Regions from separate parts of the Mus musculus genome. Here region 1 is linked to region 2. The links are chromatin contacts, called in public Hi-C maps. All regions are on one chromosome and are shown on one strand. Each heading gives the region's core, a stretch centred on a gene start, on an enhancer-like site or on the middle of the called end of the contact. The rest is flanking DNA. Distances are from core to core; before and after follow the strand shown. Region 1 has its middle 62 kb from the start of Gm25362. Region 2 overlaps Myl4 (myosin, light polypeptide 4).

What was found. Hi-C and Micro-C count contacts between places; a contact is called where the count stands out from the background.
Region 1: a contact with region 2 is called in a Hi-C map of the N1E-115 cell line, with 3 times the contacts expected there. The contact joins two enhancer-like sites. A contact is called at or near these places in 6 of 39 promoter capture datasets (the C10 cell line, the HPC-7 cell line, the SN4741 cell line and 3 more), 3 of 15 datasets of contacts at CTCF or cohesin (the NIH/3T3 cell line, large pre-B cells and pro-B cells), 8 of 484 Hi-C or Micro-C datasets (the G1E-ER4 cell line, the HL-1 cell line, the N1E-115 cell line and 5 more), 5 of 115 datasets of contacts at active chromatin or transcription factors (T-cell acute lymphoblastic leukemia, embryonic forebrain, embryonic stem cells and 2 more) and 1 of 9 other capture datasets (embryonic stem cells).

What each region holds. Positions count from the first base shown.
Region 1 is chr11:105,016,493-105,023,349 of GRCm38.p6, forward strand. It overlaps a transcript of Efcab3 not described here. Among named protein-coding and RNA genes, the nearest start is that of Gm25362, 62 kb to the right of the region's middle. Within about 2 kb of position 4,754, at least 4 of the 459 cell types and tissues checked have an H3K27ac peak or open chromatin away from gene starts, as enhancers often do. A contact at or near this core is called in the N1E-115 cell line, where this site is marked.
Region 2 is chr11:104,586,163-104,593,141 of GRCm38.p6, forward strand. It overlaps Myl4 (myosin, light polypeptide 4), which reads left to right. Exons shown (of 7, transcript NM_001355755.1): 7 at 923-1,053. Among named protein-coding and RNA genes, the nearest start is that of Myl4, 12 kb to the left of the region's middle. Within about 2 kb of position 4,144, at least 18 of the 459 cell types and tissues checked have an H3K27ac peak or open chromatin away from gene starts, as enhancers often do. A contact at or near this core is called in the N1E-115 cell line, where this site is marked.

The sequences.
Region 1 (6,857 bases), core at 3,504-6,003, 430 kb after region 2:
TAGTACCAGTCCAGCCAGGGCTGCATAGTAAGATAGTTCAACCCAGTAATCCCAGCATCCAAAAGGAATACAGGAGTTCAAGGCCAAACTGTTCTCCAGTAGGGAGTTCCAGACTAGCGAAGGCTAAATAGAAGGATCCTGTCACAATATGTATGTATGTGCATAAGGATGCACATATATATTATATGCACACCTTAAAGATTTCTTATCTTGTCACTGGCTTCAAAAATTTTAACTGGCATGAAAATTAAATTTGTTTATTTCATTTTGGCAAAACTTTGTGATGATATATATGTATAATGAGTTCCACACTTATTCTGAAACCTCTTTTTTATCTTATGGTGCATTTCTCCATAATAACACAGTCAACACCGATCATCATTCATTTGAAATACTTAGCAACTACTCTAACTCAGAAAATGTTAGGACATGCCAGTGACAGTAGGACTACTGAGGCCACTTACACCATTACAAATGCATAGTTTCTACAAATTTGAACACCTTTCCATGTGTTCTGTACAAACGTAGTTTTGTCAGACAAAGTCAACAAACAATTCTCACTTTCAATTTTCTTTTTTTTTTCTCCAAAGGAGGAAATATTGATGCTAAAGTCACACATAGAGTGCTGGAGGGCATGGGCATACAGCTTTCAAATAGAGACATCAATGACCTGCTGAAACGGTTGCCTATTGCTGGTAAGTACTGTGTGAACCCTATGGAGTGCATCTTCGTGTTTGTATAAACTTCAGAGTGAGGACATCATAAAAACTAGCCCCTCTCCTGCCCTACAACTCCTAGAAAACAAAGATATCAAGCTGTAGTAGGGAAAGTATGAGTCTTTGGCATTTGAATTTGTTTTGATCCCTGGCAGCATCCTTAAACTAAATCTTGGCTTTGAAAGTGTGTTCCTGGCTGTGGGGGATGGCCCAGTGGGTAAAACACTTGCTGTCCAAGACTGATGATCTCAGTTCACATCTCTGGAACACAAGTAAAAAGTTGCAGTGTGTGGGTCTATAATCTTGATCTTTCTACAATGAGATAAGAAGCAGAGATGGGAGATTTCCCAAGAGCTTGCAGACCAGCTAGTGTAGTTTAACAGTGCAACAGCAAACGAGACAGAAGCAAGATAGATGGTTGACATCCAAGGTTCTACTCCAACCTACACACACACTGTGTCCACTCATGCGCACATGGACACACATACAGACACACATGCACACATGTGAACACAAGCACGCACAGACCCATGCACGTGCACACATACACAAATAAATAAACAGATGTTTTTAAAATAGTGTCGTTACCTTAAGATAAATAAATCTTAAGTAGAGCAAAGAAAAAAAAAGGGTGAACTAACAGTAACAAGGAGAAAGAAAGGGGGAGCTGAACGTGAGGAAAGGCATCGGACAGCGTCACATTCAGAATTTTGTCCAGTGCTGGGGAAAGTGTTGGTGGCAAGGCACTTAGAATTATACCCTCAGCACCTCTTACTGGATGCATCATTTCTCTCTAATTATAAATGTGTCTTATTTTACAGACGATGGGAAAATACTTAAAAACGTATTACTTGATCATGTAAAGTGGCATTCTGGTAAGTGATCATCTCAAAAAGGCAATTCGAACTATAAGCTGTCGTCTTTACCTTGACTTAAAAAACATCATGTCATTACACAATAATTAGGTGGTTTGTTTTATTTTCTTTAAGTTTAAAGATCTTTTAGATGCAACTATAACTAATGTAGTTTATAATTTTCTGACAGTTGAAGATGTTTCAAATTCTGTTTGCTGATCAAGAGTGCTAGTTGTCTGATATAACTTATCAGTTGATCTAAAAAATGCAGTTTATAGTATATAGAATCAGTACATATACTCAATATGTAACTAAAAACTTACATAACTCATCTGATATATAATTAACTTCTAAATATACCTTTCTCACACATTAAATAAAGAACCCTCTGAAGCAAGATTGGCCAAATACACTGTTGCCCAGCTTCCACAGTGTCTCTGCAGCCCTGAAAGCTATTTGTCTGTCATTGTGTGGTGGACTACTTCGTTTCCGTCTATGATAACTTAGCCTCTGGCTCCTTCTTTCCTAAGGGGCCAAGTGTCATATCTCCAAACTGGGTGGCATTCTAGAAGACTTGGGCTTCAACCTGGAGGATGAAGAAATCGAAGACCTAACAAGCCGTCTGCCAGTTGAAGGTGAGATTGCCGTTATGTCTTCTGAGAGCCTCTCAGTGCCTCTGATAAACTTGAAGATCTGCTCGTGGGGAAACCTGTTTTCCTGGATTGTGGTGCTTCAGTCAGAAGTGCTCATCTGTCGAACAAGAGGTTTCGCTTATAAACCCTTATACCACTGAGAATACTTAATGACCTATGCCAGAGAAAAGAAACAAAGGATCATGTCAACAGGAAAAGAAAGGGGCAAGAGCTAAGAATTGATACTTAAGAGAACCCACCACTGTTCCAGAGGACACACGTTTGGTTCCCAGCACCCATGTTGGATAGCTCATGATTGCCAGTAAATACTCCAGCTCCAGGGATCTGACTCTCTCTTCTGGCCTTCAGGAGAAAAATAATTAAATCTATCAAATCACCAGAAGGTTCAGGAAAGAAAGCATGCCAGATCATCCTAGATTTTTTTTTACTTGATAGTGAAATGTATATATCCTGTGTATATCCTCGCTGTACAGTTGGTTTCTTGGCACTGACTTGAATGGTGATTATGGGTCCTCTGACTAGTATCTGCTTCCAGCTCCTGAAGGTCAGTGCTTTCACAGTCTACCATGAGAGAGAGCAGTGTCTGTCTCTGACTCACTTCATATAAAGTCCTGCAGATCATCAGGGGACCCTCCCCTGGTAGCCCTCATCTACACTGAGCTGCGTCATGGTGAGCATCACCTGTGTGTGGTGATGCGCTTGTTAATTAGCCCCAGACCTCTCTTCAGTCCTCAGTCCCTTCCTTTAGCTCTCTACCAAGCTGCAGAATTGTTGCTGCCCCCCATCCCCAGCAGTAATTCCATTTTCTGTTTGGTACCAAGTGTTTCTACCTACTGAGGAGTTGCCATGTTGCTTTCCGTAACAGCTGTACCAATGTTACTCTCACTAACCGTGTGTAAGAGTTGTTTTTTCTCATACACACAACAGCATTGATGGGATTTATCCCTTTAATAACAGCCATCCTGACTCCAGTTAGGTGATGTCTCATTCTCAGTGGGTTTACATTTCCCTGATGGTGAGCAATGCCCAGGGGTTTGTTTGTTTGTTTGTTTTGTGTGTGTGCTTTCCTGTGGTACCAAACCCTAGACTGAGTCTGACTCCAGTAATAACCTTACTTTAATTTCATTTTTATTTCTTACTTTAATTTTAAATCAAGAGGTTTTTTTCTTTTTTTCACTTAGACCTGATTAGAAGGGAGTGAGTTTCCAGCACATGCAACCCTCAAGCTAATCTAGAGCAAATAGCCTAGTATGTATGGCTCCTACTCTATGCAGACAGATGGTTAGCTACAATATAGCTGGGTTTGGTTTTCCTGAGACAGGGTTTCTCTGTGTAGCCCTGGCTGGTCTGGTACTTGCTCTTTAGACCAGGTTGGCCTCAAACTCGGAGATCTGCCTGCCTCTGCCTCCTAAGTACTGGGATTAAAGGTGTACACCACAACCTCTGGGCACACAATACTGCTTTTTTAAATCTGTTATACTAAGGTGATCAAACAGATTGCTCTTGGACTCTAAAGTGGAATGAGCCAAGTGAAAGATAAACAACGCTTTTTTAAATTTCCTAGCACCGGTGCACATAGACATGGTACATCCTGCAATTTTTCCTCCTGCACTGTATTTGTTTATCACATTCAGACCGTCAGTTTTCAAGTCCGTGTTCATCTGGGAAAGAAGATTAGTGTATTAGCAGAACAAATCAGGGTGAACCTTTGAATTTCGATGTTTTACCTCACACTGTAAGGCCTTGTGTTTCTGGGTGCGAGTCACCATGCCTGGGTCTTATATGCATTTTGTCTTTGCAGATGAGATGGTCAACATGAGGGAGATGATGGAGAATGTGGAGTTGCTCACAGGTCAGTGAAAGGCCACAGAGCAAAAACGACTTTCAGTCACAATGAAGCTTACACGTCACACTTTTCAATATCCAAGCCTCGTTATGGGGGCTTTGTTTAGTACAAATTTATTAATTTGTTAGTCTTACTGATATAACAACAATATATTTTATGCATCTCTGTGAGATGGCTCAATAGGTAGAGACACTTGGTAGTTCCCTATATACTGGAAAGAACTTACTCCTGTAAATTGTCTTCTGACTTCCACGAGGATGCCCACAACATGATAAATACATGAATAAATAAATGAATAGTAAATAGTAATAAAAAATCAAAACATTCTATCCAGCAGTCCAAATTAATTTTTGGCAAAACTGTTACATTTTTCTATTGTTGTAGTATCCTGGGTTTCCCTGTGTTTTCTTTCTCAACGATTTAAATTAGTTGCATTGTTCACACGGCCAAAATAAACCCAGGTAACCATGATCACTAGAAAAATAATGGCCTAGTCTTATTTTTAGGATTAAATCTTTTTATTCTATTTTACCCTAAAAATCTAACCATTTTAGGAATAGATCACCTTCCTTATCATGTCATATAGTGTAAAAATAGGAAACGGGTTGCGTGCAGAGGGGTGGGGCTCGTGAGGGCCCACCCCCTAGCTGAAGAGCTATTGGCAGTTGTTAGCCAATTGTTGAGAGGGAGAGTCAATTCCCTTCAAGTGATGTGGTCTTTGCTCATGCTCCAGTAGAGGGCGCTCTGCATACATATGTATGTGGGCAGCAGTAATCCAACACGGGGTTATTAAAACAGACAACAAGACGATGACAACAACAAACAGAAGGAAACAACATAAATTTGGGCAGGGTATGTGGGGGATCTGACTTGGAAATCAAGGTACGATGTGTTCTGAATGCATTGTATTTGCATATCTAGCTACCAACGAGTAAGCAAAACATTTAAATTGGCAGTTTATCTATAAAAATATGTATTTAGTCATTTATACATAGCCATATTGACCTATGACCTCCATGTCAGAATATTGATCTATACTGTTGCTCAGTGAAGTGAATGTCATGATCCACCAGAGATACTGACAACCCCATTGATAGAGCCAATTCTAAGTTTTGCTTTTGTGTTTTTTATTTTGGATGGCCCAACCAAAAGTGGGCTTGTGCCTCTGAAAAGTCTCTTGTAGCTGAGTCAGGGATGCAGGTTTCTAATGGCAAAAACCACAAAGACCATAGTTTATATCAAAGTTAAATGAGGTCAGAGTAACCTTAAAATATTCGTCCCTGGCAGAGCATAGTAATATGTCAGACCAAACATGTAAATTATTTTTCACTTATATTTTTTTCTAGTTATTTTAGTTTTTTTTTAAATTATTTTGGTTAATACATTGGGACCATGGTCAAGGCCTTGGAAATCTCAAATGTGTTTCTGAGGCAGACATGAGCATTGGAGAGGTGGGTAGGGAGCTGAGAACTGTCCAGGCAAACACAAAATGGGGTTAGAACAAAATGATGTCACTTAGGCATTTCACTAGAACTTACAAATTATTTTTCTGTCTAGAATTGAGCAATTTATGTCTTTTTTTTATATCCTCTTAGACTCTTGACTTAGACTTTTGATCATCCAACCCTTCAGGTAAACTTAGATGACACAGTTTCTAATCATTTTGCTCTCATTTCTATTTATTTCAAAGGAAACAAAGTGGATGTTGATCAAATAGATCAAGTTTTGAAAACCATAGGGGTAGAGCTCACACCTAAGGAGCGCTGGGAGCTGATGAAGACTCTGCCCATTACCTGTGAGCATTCCTGATTCAACCGCAGCTTCTGGGGGCGGGGGTGGGGGCTTGAGCATGTGCGTTATGGAGGCTAGCTGGGAGTCCTTGAATATACATTACACATGAACATATTGAGGACATCTTAAGTGATAAGATTAAAGTCACAAATCTTTAAAAAAAAAAAGTCACAAGTCTTTTCGTCCATGGAAACTATTTTACATAGGGGCTTACTCTATTGGGACTGAATTTGAGAATTCTTAAGAAAGAAATTAATTCATGAATCAAGATATGATTACAAGTTTTTGAGTTGAGACATTACTTCTGTAATGTCTGATAACCCTAAAGCACAAAGAAATTAAAGAGGGGAGAGAAGGCAAGACAGATGGGAACATGTTAAATCAGTATTAGCCTAGCAAAATGAGACATTTAGAACATCCAATTCTTCACATTATTGATAAAGTCAAGTTGAAGAAAGCTGTATAGATAATAGACTAAATATGCCACATCTATAAGGTTACTGCCTTCATGGTGGTAGTCCACAGTCATGTTATGGGTGCCAGTACTGCGTGGTCTGTGACACATTATGTCTTCTATTACAGCTGATAATAAAGTGTATCGGAACCGATTGTTGGATAGTTTAAAAACTTTTCACAGTGAGTAACAAATGCAATGTCAAGTGAAACAAGCCTTCAAGTTTGTTTCTTTCTGGAAAGTCTACTTATTACCTAATGGTAACAGTAGCTTGTTTCCGTTGAGGGTTGTTTCACAGCACTTCTCTGTCTCACACTGAAACTCCAGGGGATAGTTCTATTATGGCCATTTCCCACCCAAACTGAACTGATCTGCTTGCCTTGATCTCACAACTTGAATGTGGAAATGTTTCTCATCTGTAGTGTTATATTCTGTAGTTTATCAGTCTTTTTATCCCTCTTTATGTCTTTTATTTTAAATTTATGGAGATAATCTGACAGGCTTCAAACCTGGTGGCCATAGTTATTATAGTTGCCTCTGACA
Region 2 (6,979 bases), core at 2,894-5,393:
GCTCCTCGTGGCTTTCTCAGCCTGCTTCTTACACAATTGAGGGGTGTCTCACAATTGAGAAGCCGTGTGAGTCCAATACTCCTAAGAACCGCGGTGGATCTCTCGCTTTCTCACACAGGGCCAAGCACCTGAAAGACAGTGCACTCCCTCAAGTGGACTGGACCTTCCCACATCAATCATTAATCAACAAAACAAAACAAAAAACAAAACAAAATCCTACAGATTTGCCTGATCTGATAGAGGCATTTTCTCAGCTGAGGTTCCTTTTCTCAGATAACTCAAGCTGGCATTAAAAAAAACCAAAACCGGGCTGGAGAGATGGCTCAGAGGTTAAGAGCACTGACTGCTCTTCTGAAGGTCCTGAGTTCAAATCCCAGCAACCACATGGTGGCTGACAACCACCTGTAATGAGATCTGATGCCCTCTTCTGGCACATCTGAAGACAGCTACAGTGTACTTACATATAATAAATAAATAAATCTTAAAAAAAAATCCCCTCTCCTTATGGGGGCTGGAGAGATGGCTCATCTGTTAAGAGCACTTGCTGCTCTTCCAGAGGACTCAGGTTTCATTGCCACAACTCACATAGGAGTTCACTATTGTCTCTAACTTCAGCTCCAGAGGAAAACAAAAACCAAAAACCAAAACCAAAACCCCCAAACAAACAGACAATAACAACAACAACTATCGGGCCATGTCCTGTTTTGACCTTTACTCTTAGACCCTGTTGTCTCTCCCTAGGTCTTTCGGGCCTGGGCACAGCACAGGCTCTGGGTGAGGCAAAGCCCACTCCAGGGTGAAGCCCCTGACTTATGCCTCTTTCCTTCAGCCCCTTGGTGTAGCGCCCTCGCAGTGATAGGGCTCTGATGAGGGCGTGGGATGTGGGAGCTGCACACTCTCTTCACCTGGCACTGTCTTTCAGGTGCTTGGCCCTGCGTGAGAAAGCAAGAGATCCACAGCGGCTGTTACTGTTACGGAGTATTGGACTCACATGGCTTCTCTGACCCACAACCTTCCCTGGAAATAAAGAGCCCCAGCTTGGAGTTTCATTAATCCCTCCGTTGATTTGTTTTTTGTTTTGTTTTGTTTTTTTAAACATTAATTAATGGAGTTAATTTGTGTGTGTGTGTGTGTGTGTGTGTGTGTGTGTGTGTGTGTGAGATAATGTCACCTGAGGCCTTGTATTCTTGAGAAACGATTTGGATCGTGGAGACAAAGCCAAAAGGCCGAGGATTCATCTAGAAGTAGAGGCGTCAGACACATGAGGGAGAGGCCTTTGAAGGGCAGGCAGAAGTAAGGACCACAAAGTTTCTTTTCTACCCTCCCCGCCCCTCAGGAGGTAGGAAGTGGGAAGTGACCCCCTGGGGCTGTCAGGGTCCCTCACCCAGTCTCTGCTTCTTCCTCTCCTTTCCCCTCCTGGAAATAGCTCCAGACCTGGAAACACACAGCTGTGATCCCAGTGGTGGAGAGGTGAAGGCAGGTCCGATCATCTTTAGCTACATAGTGATTTTGAGGCCAGCTTTGGCTACAAGAGATCCTGCTTTAAAAAAAAAATTAGCTCCGTGTTAGCTCCACACTTGCTTAGTCTATGTTAGGTCCCCAGCACTTTAAAACACCTAGAATACAGACTTTAGCGCAATAAGCAATTTTACAATCAACAGTGTTAAGGACAGTCACATTGTAGAGCTGGAGAGATGACTCATGGGTCAAGAGTGCTTGCTACTCTTACAGAGGACCCTGAATTTGGCTCCCAGCACCCATGTCCAGGGGTTCATATGCACTTGTATCTCTAGCTTCAGGGAGTCCAACGCCATCTTGGCCTCTGAGGACACCTTCATGCACATGTTACACACACACACACACACACACGCACACGCACACGTACACGCACACGCACCATCTTAAAAGGGGGAAAAGAAAGACTATTTACATGAAGTGGAGATGTCTCTCAATGGTAGAGCACTTGCCCAGCATGCAATGGGCTCTGGGTCCTTTCCCGGGAAGTACTTATTGGTGCCACCCACACCCCAGTCAATCAGCACTCTGTGTTTTGTGTATGTGACTTTGACTACTCTAGATAAATGAGCTCATGCAGCGATTGTCCTATCCATCCCGTGTCATCCATGTTGTAGTTTGTGTCTAAATTGCCAACCTTTTATAGCTGAGGAACACGCCACCGTGTTGTCCCAATAGAGCATGGGAGCATGGTTTTTATTTTTATTTTTTATTTTTTGCTTTTGGTCCTGGTTTCTTGATGTGGGCACATGAGGTGCTTCCTCTGAGCATGGTGCCCCTGGTACCTGAAAAACAGACCAGACTCACTACGTAGTGAGTTCCAGAATAGCCAGGGCTACATAGAAAGATCTTGTTTCATAAACAAAATCAAAGGGGAAAAATTAGATACATCTATAAAACCTCTAACAAAACAACAACAGCAAAACAATAGCCAACCCACCAGCCAAACCACACTCAAACAAAAACGGAAGTGCATTCACTGGTCTCCTTCCACTGAGGTCCAGGGCTGGTGTCATTGCTATCCTGCACACACCCTCAGGCACTGAAGTCCCTTGTATACTGTCTCCCCATGTGGGAGCTGTTCTGATGAGCTGAGGTGCTTGGTGCTTCTTGGCCATCTTGTCCACTGATGAAAAGGCTCTGGAGCTTTTCCTACTCTGTGGGAACTGCCATGGTCAGTATGTTTCCTTTGTTGTGTTGGGGACCGTCATGAAGATGGAAGAGATTCCTGTCCTTTTACCTCAATGGGGATGACTTAAGGAAGGCTCTGGCCCTGCTATGGGTTGATGGGAAGTGATGGGACACAGGGCAGTTGCTGTGAGGAAGACCCTAAAGGCCCGTCTCAGCCACCTCCGTTCAGGGTTCCATGGAGCAGTCTGCTCCAGGTCGGAAGTGCAGCTTTCTGGAAAGTCCCCTTATCAGAGGGAATGACTCGGAGGCTGTGAACAGAACCTGGCTTGGAGAATTCCCCCTCCCAAGGACGCCCCTGCCTTCTTCCCCAACTCAGTACCGAGTTCCTGATCCGGCCCACAGTCTCTGCTACCTGTGGGAAGGATTTGAGGAAAGTGGTCATTAGAGATGATGTGACCATGAAATTGGCACCTTTGAGGACAAATGCAAATTTCAGAGCGATAAACAAACAAACAAACAAACAAACAAAACAACCCACAATCAATGTCCTGAACTCTTACTGTGTGACTGTCCCTGTGCTGAGAAGATAACAGCCATTTCCAGCAGCCCAGGAGGTGGGAACTATAGTCCCCATTCAAGAACATTCAGATATAATAGTGATAGTAATGGCTGGGAACATAGCTCATTGGTCAGCTCTTGTCTACCATCTATGGCTCAGTTCCCATCATCATCATCACCACCACCACCATTATCATCAACAACAAAAATGCCCAAATATTTTTGAGTTGGTGGTAATTGTCAACTTGACACAATCTAGAATCACAGGAGAAGGTAGTCTCAATGGGGAATTATGTAATTAGGTTGGCCTGTGGGCTTGTCTGTGTATGAGGGATTATCTTGATTATATTAATTGAGGTGTGATGACCCAGCCACTGAGAGTGGTACCATTCCCTAGGCACAGAATACTGGCTTGTGTAATAGCAGAGAAAGCCAGGAGAAGCATATCACATCCACTTAGCACAACAAGAGCTGCCCCTTCCTCACTAAGGGCTCTGATCTCCCAGCCAGTTTTGGCCAGTTTTACAGTATCAGATGTGATTTTTGTTCTTGTGGAGCCAGTCTCCGATTTGCTACCATTGTGGTGGGGGTGCATCTTGCCTGACTGATCAGTAGGGCAGCAACATTAAAATTATTCTAACCCTTTGAGATACGACTCAGACTTGCCCCTTCCCTGATGCTTTCCCCACTGTTATAGATGAACACACCCCTTAAACAGAACTCTCAGCTTGTTCTCCGTAACAGAGCCACTGGGTTGAGACAGCTGAAGATGTCAGAGCTAGAGACCTTTTAGATTTCTAGGGTCGTGTAATCACCCGAAGGCAGTGTTTAGCAGCACAGTGCCACCATGTGCTTGGCGTCCTGCAAAAACCCTGGTTACTGGGTCATTTAAGGTAATGTATGTTGGTGATGGCTAGGGTGCCATGTTCAGTTCTTACCAGTAGATGGCGGAATTGCAACAGTGTGCTTCCAGCAGGAAGCCCGAGTGTGTGTCTGAGGTGCTTAGCCTGGGCTGGAAGAAACTCCAGGAGTCACTTAGCTTATCTTTGAGCCTTTAGACAAACGCAGAGCTTGTTTATTTTAAAAGGAAGCACAGCCGTTAGTTAGCCTGCAAGCTTCATCACAACGTTTGGCAATGCAGGTCACAGAGAGGACATTGTTGTGGAAATATGAATTCCTGGCATGACCCAGTTTGGCTCCTAAATCATGTTCCCACTTTGTCTTGGTTCCATAGCTTGTAAGGTAAAAAGGCAGACTGCGTCATGTTTAAAACTTTTTTCTTATGCTTAGTTAATTAATTGTGTGTATGGTGTGTGTGTCTGTGTTTAGTTGTGAGCTGTCTGATATGGATGCAGGAAACTGAACTCAGGTCCTGTGGAAGAGCAGAGGACACTCTTCACTGATGAGCTTTCTTGCTTGCCTTCTACTTCATTCATTCATTCATTCATTCATTGAGACTAGATGTCTCACTGAACCTGGAGTTCACTGATTTGGTACAACCAGCTGGAGAGTGAGCTCTAGGGACCCACTTCTCTCTCCCTCTATAGAGGGATTACAGACGATGCTGGCTAGTTTTACGTCAACTTGATACACGCTGGCATCATCAGAGAGAAGGGAGCCTCAACTGAGAAAATGTCTCCATAAGACTGAGCAAGCCTATAGGACATTTCCTTAATTAGAGATTGATGGGCCCAGCCCATTGTGGGTGGTGCTGTTCTGGGCTGGGTCCTGGGTTCTATAAGAAAGCAGCTGAACAAGCAAGGATGCACAAACAAGCCAGTAAGCAGCATCCCTCCATGGTTTCTGCATCAGCTCCTGCCTCCAGGTCCCTGCCCTCTCTGAGTTCCTCACTTCCTTCGGTGATGGACTAGGACGTGGAAGTGTGAGCCACATAGACACTTTCCTTCCCAGCTTACGGTTGGTCATAGTGCTTCATCACAGCCACACTACTCCTCACTAGGACACAGAGGTAGCTGCTGGAGGTGCTTTTGTATATGGATGCTGGGATCTGAACTCAGCTCCACAGCCTTATGTTGGATAGAAAGAATCTTGTGTATATGGGCTTTGAACCTGAAGTGGTGAGAGAGAACTCACTCGAAATAATGCACATGAGTAGATTTCTTTTCTTTTCTTTTCTTTTTTTTTTTTTTTCAAGACAGGGTTTCTCTGTATAGCCCTGGCTGTCCTGGAACTCACTTTGCAGACCAGGCTGACCTCAAACTCAGAAATCCGCCTGCCTCTGCCTCCCGAGTGCTGGGATTAAAAGTGTGTACCACCACGCCTGGCTGTTTGCCACTTTTTAACATTGAATCTGTCCGTCTATCTTTCTATATTTATTGGTTGATGAATGTGGTGTTTGTAGTTTTTTCTGTAGGTCTGTGTGTGTCTGGTGTGTGTGTGTGCGCAGGCGCACATGTGTGTGCACATGGATACAGAGACCACAGGTAGATGCCAGTTGTGCCCCACCCCCACCCCCACGCCTCCCTCTCCCTCTATTTATTTGGAGACAGGGTCTCTCAGGGAACTGGAAGCTCATTTATTTGACAAGGCTGGCTGCCCAACGAGCTTCAGGAATCTACTTGTTTCTGTATCTGCTCCTCTTCCCCCACCCCAGTCCTGTGGTTACAGGCATTGACCAGCCTATGCCAATTTTTATGTGGGGTCTGAGGATCCGAATTCAGATCCTTACCCTTGTGTGGCAGGCTCTTTACTACCCGAGCTAACCCCCAGACTTTAAGATTGTGTTTCAATCCCACTTTGAACTCAGGTGTTCTAAGGTTTTCTTTGCCAGCTCCTTGTCATAACTTGAGGTCTGTAAGGAGAGCACTTAGCTTTCCCCGTCCTGACGTATGAGAAAATGCTGTGGAACTCTTCCTTCAGCCCCGTCAGTCTCACCTGTTTCCTTATTTAATTGTTTGCAAACTACATAGCTAGAATTTCCCTGCCGAGTACCACTCATTCCTTGTGCGCAGAAACAGGAATTCTTAACCATAAAAGACTCTCGCAGGCCTCTGTGTACTCCTTTTTCCAAGAACAGGCTTTGTGCTTTGCTATCATATTTTCCGGGGGGGCGGGGGGAGGGGTCAGAGATCCATACAAGGTCAAGAAGTGCTGTTTGGAGCCTTTGTGGGATTCTGTTTATCTTCTCACTGGATGTTTTGACATTGCATCTGGCCAGGCCAGTCTTCCTCCCAGGCCACCATGAACTTGACAACAGTTCTTCTCATTTTTCCCAGAACGTGTGTTTTATTTCCATCCCCTGGTCCCTGACCCCTGACCCCTGACCCTTGCCCTTCCTTGGGGGCTTACTTTGGTTTAGGGAGGCAGTTGCTGCTTTTTCTCCTGTGGTCCCTCTTTTGGCAATGGGAACGTCCTCCCGGAACTCCTCTGCCTCAGCTCAGGGGTTGTCTCATCACAGAGCCGGCCTGCTCCTGCTCTGCTTCCTGACCCTTAGGGTTACACCTGTTTGTTGCCATGCCCCGTGCTCCCCCGGTGCTCCTTCCAGAACTTTCTGGATCTGTGTAGGGCACGTGCCCCTCACCTGGATGCAGACTCCCCTACTACTGGAGTCACATTTCCAATGTCCTTTTCTCAGAGCCTGATGCTTTGCACTGGGCTTCCATCTTCCGAGGACCACGGTCGTGTTCCCTCCCTGTCTTTGGCGCTCAGCACTTACAGGCTCCTTCCCCTCCTAGTTTAGCTTTTCTTTAGGATGGAGTCCATTGTCAAATAAGAATAATTTCCATCTCACGAACATTGGTCATATGTAAAAGAG